Linked DNA regions of Mus musculus: region 1 is linked to region 2. Evidence: chromatin contacts called from public HiChIP or PLAC-seq data. All regions are on one chromosome and are shown on one strand. The core of a region is the stretch at or near the end of the contact, and the rest is flanking DNA. Distances in the headings are between cores, read along the strand shown. Region 1 overlaps Arhgap32 (Rho GTPase activating protein 32). Region 2 has its middle 43 kb from the start of Arhgap32.

The links. HiChIP or PLAC-seq counts read pairs in DNA pulled down with a chosen protein or histone mark.
Region 1: a contact with region 2 is called in an H3K27ac HiChIP or PLAC-seq map of embryonic stem cells, with 3 times the contacts expected there. The contact joins two enhancer-like sites. A contact is called at or near these places in 1 of 115 datasets of contacts at active chromatin or transcription factors (embryonic stem cells) and 1 of 9 other capture datasets (adipose tissue).

The regions. Positions count from the first base shown.
Region 1 is chr9:32,212,761-32,218,148 of GRCm38.p6, reverse strand. The region is part of intron 11 of Arhgap32 (Rho GTPase activating protein 32); the gene reads right to left. Among named protein-coding and RNA genes, the nearest start is that of Kcnj5, 130 kb to the left of the region's middle. Within about 2 kb of position 2,283, at least 13 of the 459 cell types and tissues checked have an H3K27ac peak or open chromatin away from gene starts, as enhancers often do. A contact at or near this core is called in embryonic stem cells, where this site is marked.
Region 2 is chr9:31,987,210-31,992,272 of GRCm38.p6, reverse strand. No RefSeq gene overlaps it. Among named protein-coding and RNA genes, the nearest start is that of Arhgap32, 43 kb to the left of the region's middle. Within about 2 kb of position 2,327, at least 39 of the 459 cell types and tissues checked have an H3K27ac peak or open chromatin away from gene starts, as enhancers often do. A contact at or near this core is called in embryonic stem cells, where this site is marked.

The DNA of each region.
Region 1 (5,388 bases), core at 1,034-3,533, 230 kb before region 2:
AGTTCCAGGACAGCCAAGGCTACACAGAGAAACCCTGTCTTGAAAAAAAAAAATCTGTACACTATTTCAATTAGGGTCCCTGGTCTTTTGTGTTCTGAAGCTCATATATCAAAAGTATACTGTAATTTCATTATTATATACTAAATCTTTATGTTCCTTAGGAATATTTCATATTGTGTTCTGGAGGCTGGTAATGTCTGTGTGCTATGTTTGAGGTTCATATATATATATATATATGGAATGAAAAATAAGGTTGCTTGGGAATTTTTGGTCTAGTGATCCTTTTAATATTGAGAAGTTGGAGTCATTTAAAGATTGTCTGAAGGACAACAACAGAAGCATACTCTGCTTCCCACTAGTCCTGATGTTCCTTCTTCCGCCCCAACCCACACCCCATCTCTCTCACAGACAAGGTTAGGTAATGTGATAGACGTAGAATGTCACCAAGGAGATAATTTTTAAAAGATCACACATGTTGATACTGGTAATGAAGCTATGACATTACTGTTTAAGAATTTTTCACATAAGCTTAAGAGAAAACTATACAGAGCAGAAAGCAGAATCACTTGAAGTTGAGGACACGTCAATATAAAGTATCCATACAAAGACATAAGAGAATAGAGGGAACAGAATAGAGCCCAAGATCGGGGAGAGAGTACCATGGAATGTAAGTCATGTGGGCTGGAGAAGAGAGGAGACAACAGCTGAGTGTTTCCAAACTGGTAAGAGATACCAATAGTTCCTCAGTGAATGCCACCAACCCAAGCCCAGAGGAGATGCACTTCCTCCCCTCAGGGCACAGCTGCAGCTTCTCCCATCCAGCGATCTCCTGCTATCCCCTGCTTCTCCTCCCTTTCTGTTCTCTCAAAATTGTACCTTCCCCCCTTAAGCACTAAGGCTATTTGCTGTCTTGGTCAGGACACACTACCTCAGTTTCATTTTCATCTACATGAGTTATTGAACACAATAAGAACATTAAAAAAAAAACAGCTTTAAAGGGGAAAAAATTCCCATTGCCCTTGTTGAATAATAATATAGGGAGCTTTAAGTTTTCAGACTCAAACTATAGATGCATCTTTCCGATTTGGCATCCTACAGTGACAGATGGCAATGTTAAAAATAAATAGAACATTCGAGTTGTTTATACTGTAGGCAAAGACAGTTTTAAAGTGTGAAACAAGCCCAAGGCTGATTGAATGTGCATCAGCTCTTTCAATCTGTATTAGGAATGCACTTTTCCTTAGGCCAACTCTGAGTTGTTCTAAAAGATAAGCCATTAGCTGTTGAAGGTATACTTGTCTGTCTCCTAATGATCTAAAATGACTTGCACTTCTATGAACGTAAACCTTTCTCCAGGTGATTAACTTTCTCCACTGCAACGGCTTCTGAGATTACTATTATGAGAAGCATTACATTTCCTTGAAAACATGAAATATGTTATTAATACAGATCATTTTAATGCCACTGTTAAATTACGTTTTTAAAACCAGGGTTTTAAGAACACCTCTGATTGAAATTACCCAAGTTGCGACATAATGACTACTAAAATTTTAGCTTCCAACACAAGAAGACAGATTAAACAACGATAAAGAAATTACAACATTTTTTGTTGTACTCATAAAAATCCACAATCACCTGAATAACTTGGCTTTCCTAAAAATCTGGCAACTACTTTTACAACGTTGAACAAAACGGAACTAGAGGAAAAGTCCCTTGGTCTGATAATAAACATCAATGAAACTGCACACAAATAACAATTTCCCCAATGGCCAAAGACTGAAATCATCCCCCTAAGACTGTAAATAAAACAAGGGTATGCATGCTTTCGACTTCCATTCAATGTGTACTGGTAGAGTCCACCAAAGAAAACCATCAAGAAAAAATAATAAGTAAAAGCTGCTAAGTCATGCTGCTGCCACACAGAGCAGCTGACTTTGAGAATCCTTCCGAATCTTGCTTGGCATCCTGCTGCTGCTGTTACAATGGCCCTTTGCTCCTCTCTGAGTGGTGCTAGGAATTAAGCCTCAAGAATAAATACTCACTACACATTGCTGTGTCTAGCAAAGTTGTATTCTTAAATTGGCTAGAAAATAAGGGCATATAGTAAAGCAATTCATGACCAACAAGCCAACACTGCAGTAAATAATTAAAAAGAAATGACAGTCTAACCAAGGAGAAAAAGTAGCCACAAAAATTACAGGATTCAGCAAGAACCTTAACTGTAGATGGTCTTAGCTCTCTATTTGAAAGACAATAGCTACCTGATGGGATTTTTTTAAAGGCCCAACTAGAAGATTGCTCCTACAACGTCCGTGGCAACAGTACACAGAGCAAAAGGATGCCTAACAGTACACCTGGCTGGTCACAGCAGGAGACCAAGGAAACAGGCTCATCCGAAGTTATCAAGTAGATTACAAACCCAAAGCAATAGAAGATATTAAAAGGCCACTAGTTAATAACAAAGAGAAAAACAAAGATAACAGCTGTCAGTATATGTATACCAAATGTTAGAGTTCCCAATGTCATTAACAAATACTGGCAGACAGGATAGATGTGCTCTAAGACAATATGATGGGCAGTTTCAGTACCCCACTCATAGCAATAAGTACACCAGATTGAACATCAACAAATACACCTCAAAGTTAAACTGCACCATACATGAAATGGACATAACAGAGAATCTTCTATCCAAAAATTACAGAATATATACTCCCCTCTAAGGCTCAATTAACAGTCTCTAAAGTGGACCACATTCTAGGTCATGTGACCAGTCTTAATAAATATAATCAAGTTGAGATTTCAGTGCAATACAACTAGTATTAATATCAACTATCTATTTTCTATAAAAACTCAAACTACATAAATAATTGAAATATTGAACAACGTATTCTTGAATGACCAATGGACATTAAAGAAGTCAGGGAGAATACAAAAATATTGCTAAGTGAAAATGAACCTCTGAGACGCAACAAAAACAGAAAAAAATGAAGGTTTACAGAATGGATCCTTAGATTAAAAATCCACAGAGCTTAAATAAACAACATAATGATGTACTTTAAAGCCATAGAAAAATCAAGACCAATACAAAACAGCAGAAGGAGAGAAATAATAAACACCAAAAGGGAAAAATAATGAAATGGTGACTAAGAGACTAACAAGATAAAGAAGACATGAACCAAAGAGTTGTCTCTTTGAGGGGCTGGGAGGGGAAAAGAGTGATAACACCTTATCTAAAGTCAAAAGCCAGAATACCCAAAATAACAAAATTAAACATTAAAAAAAGGTACATCAAATTCCAATAAAATTCAGATTGGGCTGGGCGTGGTGGCGCACGCCTTTAATCCCAACACTCGGGAGGCAGAGGCAGGTGGATTTCTAAGCTCGAGGCCAGCCTGGTCTAAGTGAGTTCTAGAACAGACAGGAATACACAGAGAAACCCTGTCTTGGAAAAAAAATTGAAATCATATTCTGAAACAAATAGAAAATATAAATGAAAAAAACCTAAGAAACATACAACCCACAAAAATTAAGAGATTAAAAACAACTTTAAAAGATCCACAACAATCGATGATATTGAAAAGGAAAAGAGATCCTCTCCTCCACCACGACCCTCCCCCCTCCCCAAATCTCAGGACTCAAAAGATTCACCACTGACTTCTACCAGACTTCCAAAGAAGACTTAGTTCTTCTCAAACTGTTCCATAAATACAAAGAGAAGGAACACCATCTAACCCTTTTGTGAATCTGAGCGTTGTCCAAATATTAAGAACAGGGAAAGACACAACAAACAGAGAAAAATCACAGACCAATTTCCAAAATGAATAGAGACACAAGAACTCCCAATAAAATATTTGCAAAAAAAAAAAAAAACCCCAAACATCATGACCATGTTCATTTTGCTTCAGGCTTCAAGGATGGTATCTTAGCTTGCTTCTATGATAAAACATTATGACCAAAAGCAACGTGGGAAGGAAAAAGGTTGTTTCAACTTACAACTCCCAAGTCACAATCCATCACTAAAGAATAGTCAGGGCAGGGACTGAGGCAGAGGCAATAGAGGAATGTTGCTATTGGCTTGCTTTCTATGGTTCCTTTTTTTATATGACCAAGGACCAACTGTCCACAGTGGGCTGGGACCTCCCACATCAATATTAATCAAGGGGGTACCCCTACAGCCTTGCCCACAGGCCAGTGTGGTAAGGAGGCATTTTCTCAATTAAGGTTCCTTCTTCCCCATGACTCAGCTTGTGTCATGTTGACAAAAAAACTAACTAGCACAGATGGTTTAACAAACAAAAGGAATCATATAAATAGACTTAAGGATTGAAATCTGGTGATAATCTAATTATATGCAAAAATGCCTTTGATAAAGTTTGAGAAATAAAAATTCTTTAAAAAATTGAAGAATAAGAAGGAACATACTTCAATATAATAAAGGTTACCTACGGTAAACCTATAGCCAATGTTACAATAAGAGGGGAACTGACAGCATAGGCTCTAAATCAGGAGAAAGATAAAGATATCCAATCACTACACTCTTAATTCAGTACAGTGCTTAAAGTCTTAACTAAAGAGTAAGGGCAGAGAAAGTGTCAAATGAACATAGACAGGAAAGGGGCACATTGTCCTTCTCTGCACACAGCTTAGAAGACCCTACAGAACAGCCCCCAGAAGACTCTTAGATCTAACAAACACTTTTTTTGTTGTTGTTGGTGTTTGTTTGTTTGTTTGTTTGTTTTTCCAGACAGGGTTTTCCTCTGTGCAGTCCTGTGTGCCCTGGAACTCACTCTGTAGACCAAGATGGCCTTGAACTCAGAAATTCCTGCCTCTGCCTCCCAGGTGCTGGGATTAAAGGCATTCGCCACCACTGGCCGGCATAAATAAACACTTTTTTTTTTTTTTTTTTTTTTTTTTTTTTTTAAGATTTATTTATTATATGTAAGTACACTGTAGCTGTCTTCAGACACTCCAGAAGAGGGGAGTCAGATCTCGTTATGGATGGTTGTGAGCCACCATGTGGTTGCTGGGATTTGAACTCAGGACCTTTGGAAGAGCAGTCGGGTGCTCTTACCCACTGAGCCATCTCACCAGCCCAAATAAACACTTTTAACAAGGTAGAAGATACATAATCAACATACAAAGGTCAGTAGCTTTTCTACACACCAACAATGAATGTGCTGAGAAAGACATCCAGAGGAGGGAAAATCAGTATAGTTTAAAAAATAAAATAACTACCTAAGATTAAGCCTAAACAAGGTGAGTGGCATTTATGAAGATTTTAAGAAACAAAGGAAGAAATGGAAGCAGACACTAGAAAATAGAAAGACTTCCCATCTCTAGCTGCATATGTAGCAGAGGATGGCCTAATCAGCCACCATTGGGAGGAGA
Region 2 (5,063 bases), core at 1,078-3,577:
TGTTGACATTTTGACAGCTTCATTCACAGACTAGGCAGGCCCAGCTCCATCAGTCCTCTCTGGTTTTATTTGTCCCTCTCTCTCTGCTCAACGTTTTCTCTTCCAGGAAAGGAGCTACTTGTCATATCCTTCATTTACCATGTAAGTCTGTGAGCAGACACCATAGTGCAGCCTGCACCTTCCATGTCTCCCTCCTACCACCCTGCTTCCAGAATTTCCTTTTGTGACTTTTCAGTAAAATGCCAGAATTTCCCTGAATATTGTGTCTGACCCAAATTCAGGCCATGGTTATTAGATTTGTTTGTTTGTTTGTTTGTTTGTTTGTTTTACTTACTCATTTTATAACCCACTCACTGTCTGGTCACCCCCTCCCACAATCCTTCCCCACCTTCTCTGGTTGGTTGGGGTCCCCCGGGTGTCCTCCCGACTCTGGCACACCAAGTCTCTGTGAGGTTAGGCACATCCTCTTCCACTGAGGCCAGACAAAGCAGCCCAGCAAGAAAAACAGATCCCACGTACAGGCAACAGCTTTTGGGATAACCCCCCCACCCCCCGTTCCAGTTGTTCCAGTCAACATACATGAAGACCAAGCTGCACATCTGCTACGTACGTGTGGGGAGGCCTGGTCATTAAATTTGTATGAGGGATCAAGTGTATATCTTGGGTATAAACCTAAGAGAGAGAGAGATATGCCAGAAACAGTGTCAGAACAGTTGAGGTGGTCACTTGGTCAACTTCCTTTCTTCTGCTAATTGGGTGTCTTATTCGTTTGTGAGACTATATATTGATAGGTTATTTCTCCACCGGTGAAATGAGCCAATTCAAGCCAGATTAGATTATATTAAAGGCAGGTTTGTTGGAAAGCTGCTCTTGGGCGAGTTCACTGGCCCCAAGGATTGAAGAGGTCAGGGGAGTCACCATGGGGGCAGGAAGAAAGAGAGAAAAGGAACTCACACAGAGAGAAGAGAGACCAAAGTGTCTGCATTATATAGGGAGGCGCTTCTAGGAGAAAGGCACCCCAGACCCTGGCTAGAAAGTTCAAGATTGGGAGCAGCGTATGCCAATAGGGACTGAGAGATGCTGGGAGAACCTGGAGGTCAGGTCTGTTTTGATATGTAAAATACATACCTCAGTTCTTTGTCCTGGGGTCTGACACCAAACACACGTGTGTGTGTGTGTGTGTGTGTGTGTGTGTGTGTGTGTGTGTGTGTGTACATTTATTTATCAGAAATACATTTCACAGTATATCAGGTCCTTGGAAAGCTCTTTCAGGCTTCCCTGTAACCCCATTTCATCTTCAGATCACCTCTCTCAGGTAGTTGACTCTACATTTTGTAGGTGAGGATGAAGTTTAAGACTTTTTCTAGGTTGCACAGTTAGTGGCAGTCCTTTGCCATGACCCCAATTCCCACGTTCACTTTGTATTGACAGCCGTCACTGCATCCCCATAGGGGTTGGCCTGTCTGCTCTCAGGCCCTCTCCTTTCCGTCCTGTGGCTTGCAGAATATTTGCTGATGTTTTAGGTGGGCCAAAGGAATGTCAGTATAGCATTCTTCTAAATGATAAATCTTTAGCCCTACCCACCTTTCTGCAGCTAAAGCATCAGTTCTCAACCTGTGGGTCCCGACCCCTTTGGGAGCCTTTCACAGGATTCAGGGGAAACACAGAAAATAGATATTGACATTGTGATTCATAACAGCAGCAAAATTATAAGGTAGCAGCAAAATAATTGTATGGTTGGGGCAGTCACCACAACTTGAGAAACTGTATCAAAGGGTCTCAGCATTTGAAAGGTTGAAACCACTGACCCAACGCATCTTTTCTATTGCGGCCTTTCCCCAAGGGCCAACCTCTTGCCACTCCTTGCTCTACAACCTGTCACCCACTCAGAGTTTCAGCCCAAGATCTAGAACAGGAAGTGTTTTTAAACAGCCTGTCCCTTTCTCTGAATAATTAAAGAAGATGCTATCAGGGAGATCAGGTTTTTATTAGCTCTTCTCAAGTTCACCCGCACTTGCTCTCATTCAAGGCCGGATTGAAGGTTGAGGCAGTGAACAGTGAACAGAGAGAAGTCCTCTCATGAGCGAACCGTGCATCAGGAGCACATGGCAGCCTGGCCATTCACCTCCTACTCAGACTCTTCGCCAATGGAATAGAGAATGAGCTTGACTGGCGGGTTACGCTGCTTTGGAAACAAACTTAAAGGAAATGAATGAACGAAGTAATGAATGAAATAATTGTTGAGCCCTGGTAAGAGTGGGTGTAACGTGGGCAGCGCAAGGCTTTGAGAACACTAGCTCCAGGCCCTTGCAGGCTGCAAAACAGCTCCACAAACGGAAAATAAGCAGCAGGGGAAAAAAAAAACGTCTAAATCAGGGAAGTGGAACACAATTCTCATTCAGACATATCTTCCAAACCTCTGGCTCGGCAACAATGCCTATGAGAGAGATACAGTTCCTTAGTGGAGTACACCAGCCAGGAGCCCACCCCACACAGTGGGGTGTCTCCTAGCAGCGCAAAGGACAATAGCGAGGAAATTGGTTTCCCAGGAAGCAATTTCTCTATCAGCATCGAGGTTGTGCATTTGTATAGAGGAGAGAGGTTGAGCTGACCATTGGAAGGATTCCATTTGCTACCCAGAGCCCCACTTTAGATAGCAGCCCTATTTACGGGATGCCAGGAGATGCACTTTTTAATATGGAAGAGTGTTGATTCAGAGAATAGCCTCCAAGGTGAGGCAGCTAGGGGAAAGTGGACCCACCAGGAGCCCTGGAGCTGACTCTTCCTAGTGTCTTCTCTTACTAAATATAAAATGAGGTCAAACATGGTCCACGCAGTAGGGGTTAGAAGCAAATTGAGGATTTGCTAATAAATATTGATGCTGCCTAGCTCACTGCAAGGCTTATGTAGATGTGTTGTTACACTACTGTCAGTTTGACTTCTTGCCTTGACTTCCACTAGAATTTAGTGTGCCGGGAGGTTATTAGTTTTGTGTCTTGTCAGTTTAATATCCTGTTTCTGGAAGAAAAAAGAAAACCTTAGGTGATATCAGCTACTTTGCATGGAATGTTACTCCCAAGGAAAATTTTGCGGAGTTGTCCGAAGGCCCTTTTGCATAACTGCCTGGGTATGCAGGACCTTAAGACCCTCCGTTTCTTCCGGCTTCCAATGTGGTCTCTGGTAGCCACACCCATTTGGATTCCAGCAGGCACTGTGGGTCAGTCCAGTCCATCTGAGGAGTGCGCCCTGGAACAATGGCCCCTTTTTGTCCTCCATCCACCCACGCCTGTTGACTCAACCTTGAGGCTTGAGAAAACAGAAAACATTTCTGCCCACCTCCTCCTCTTCCTCCTCCTTCAAGTCACTGAGCTTCTTCGGGCTTCAGAGGCCTCAACTATGAATAAGCAGATTGGACTGGGTGATCTCTTGCAAGTCAGGACCACAGATCCTATTTTCTGGGGCAGCACCAGTTCACATCCCTCTCTCCCTGTCTCTGAGAATGCATCAGGGGTTGTCAGACCAAATGTCCTAGTTTTGAATATTGAAAATGTCACTGTATGTATGATTCCTTTCCACACTGACACTCTAAACCACCAGAACTCTCTACTAAGAAATAACCTAGAGTGACTGTCCTAATTATTCTCCATATGACTTTGGGCAGGGTGGTCATTTGGGCTGAGATTCAGGCCCTTATCTATCCCTTATCTAAGTTAGGGATAACATAAGTTAGACTAGATAGAGAGCCCTTTGGCTAAAGACATTTGATTCAGTGAGTTGGAAACCATCTGCTCTGGCAAAGGCAGTACAGACCCCTGAGTATGTGTTCAAGACCTATAGTTTTTGTTTTGTTTTGTTTGTTTTTTTGTTTTTAGAGACAGGGTTTTTCTGTATAGCCCTGGCTGTTCTAGAACTCACTCTGTAGACCAGGCTGGCCTCGAACTCAGAAATCCGCCTGCCTCTGCCTCCCGAGTGCTGGGATTAAAGGCCCGGCGTTTTGTTTGTTTGTTTGTTTTTAGTTTTTAAAATGATGCTGGGAATATTGAATATTGTTCATTGTACAGAGCTTGCCTCCCATGCTGGAAGCCCTAGGCTCCATTCCCTGGGCAGGGGGTTGGGGGGATTGGGGGGCTGGGGGGGTTGGGCCTGGGGGGGTAGTTAAAAGACATTCCCAAGGGATGTCTTTGAGGACAGTGTCACTTTATGACCTAAGGAAAAGCCTGAGAGCATCATCCCAGCTGCCAGCTCTGAAGGAAGGAACCCTACCGTGATGGTCCGCAAACTCTTAGACAAAACTTCCTGTGTAGCCCTCCATGTTAGGGGGATGAGGGGAGACTCTGGCTGTGGTCCTAACAGCATCGGGTCACTGAACTTCTTTCAGTATTTTCGTTATCAGAGAAGTTTGTAGATATGGAGCCTTGAGGAATTCGGGGTTTGGAATTTGTGCCCAGTGGCAAGCTGGTATTGGAGTAATTAGTTAAGCCCTTTGGACCCCATTTTTGCATATGAATAGCTCCACGATTTCTTGTTTAGAGGTTTCCTAGAATTTCAAGTGGCCAAGTTCAGGCATCACTGGACATATATTTTGAGGCACGTGTGCTCCTTCCGTCATCTTCGAGGACCTTAGGGCAGTGTATTGCTTTCAAGGTGCGCTTTGAGATACCTTGATCTATCTACCCATTCATGTGTCCAATGCTTAGCTGTGTGCCTGGCCACAACAGACACCTGTCAGTGATTTAGGTTTCTGTCAGAAGCAGAGACAATAGTGGGTGCTCTGTTACTATTCCTGCTTGAGTTGTGGTTTGTTTTATGATAGTCATTTGTCCTTAACTTGTCCCCCGACCAGTTTTTTTGGCTCTTTGGGAAGATAAAACAGAAAGCAATGAGCAGGTTCGAAATTAAGTTGAAGCACGGAAGCCAGAGGTGAGAGGTCACAGAAGGCACTGGAAGCTGCGGGGAGATACACAAGATTCTAGACTGAACCCAAGGACTGAGTTCGGCTCCTCTTTCACACGTACCCCTCAGCAGCTCAATGCCTGTGTTCATCCTGGGACTGTTGCTCATAA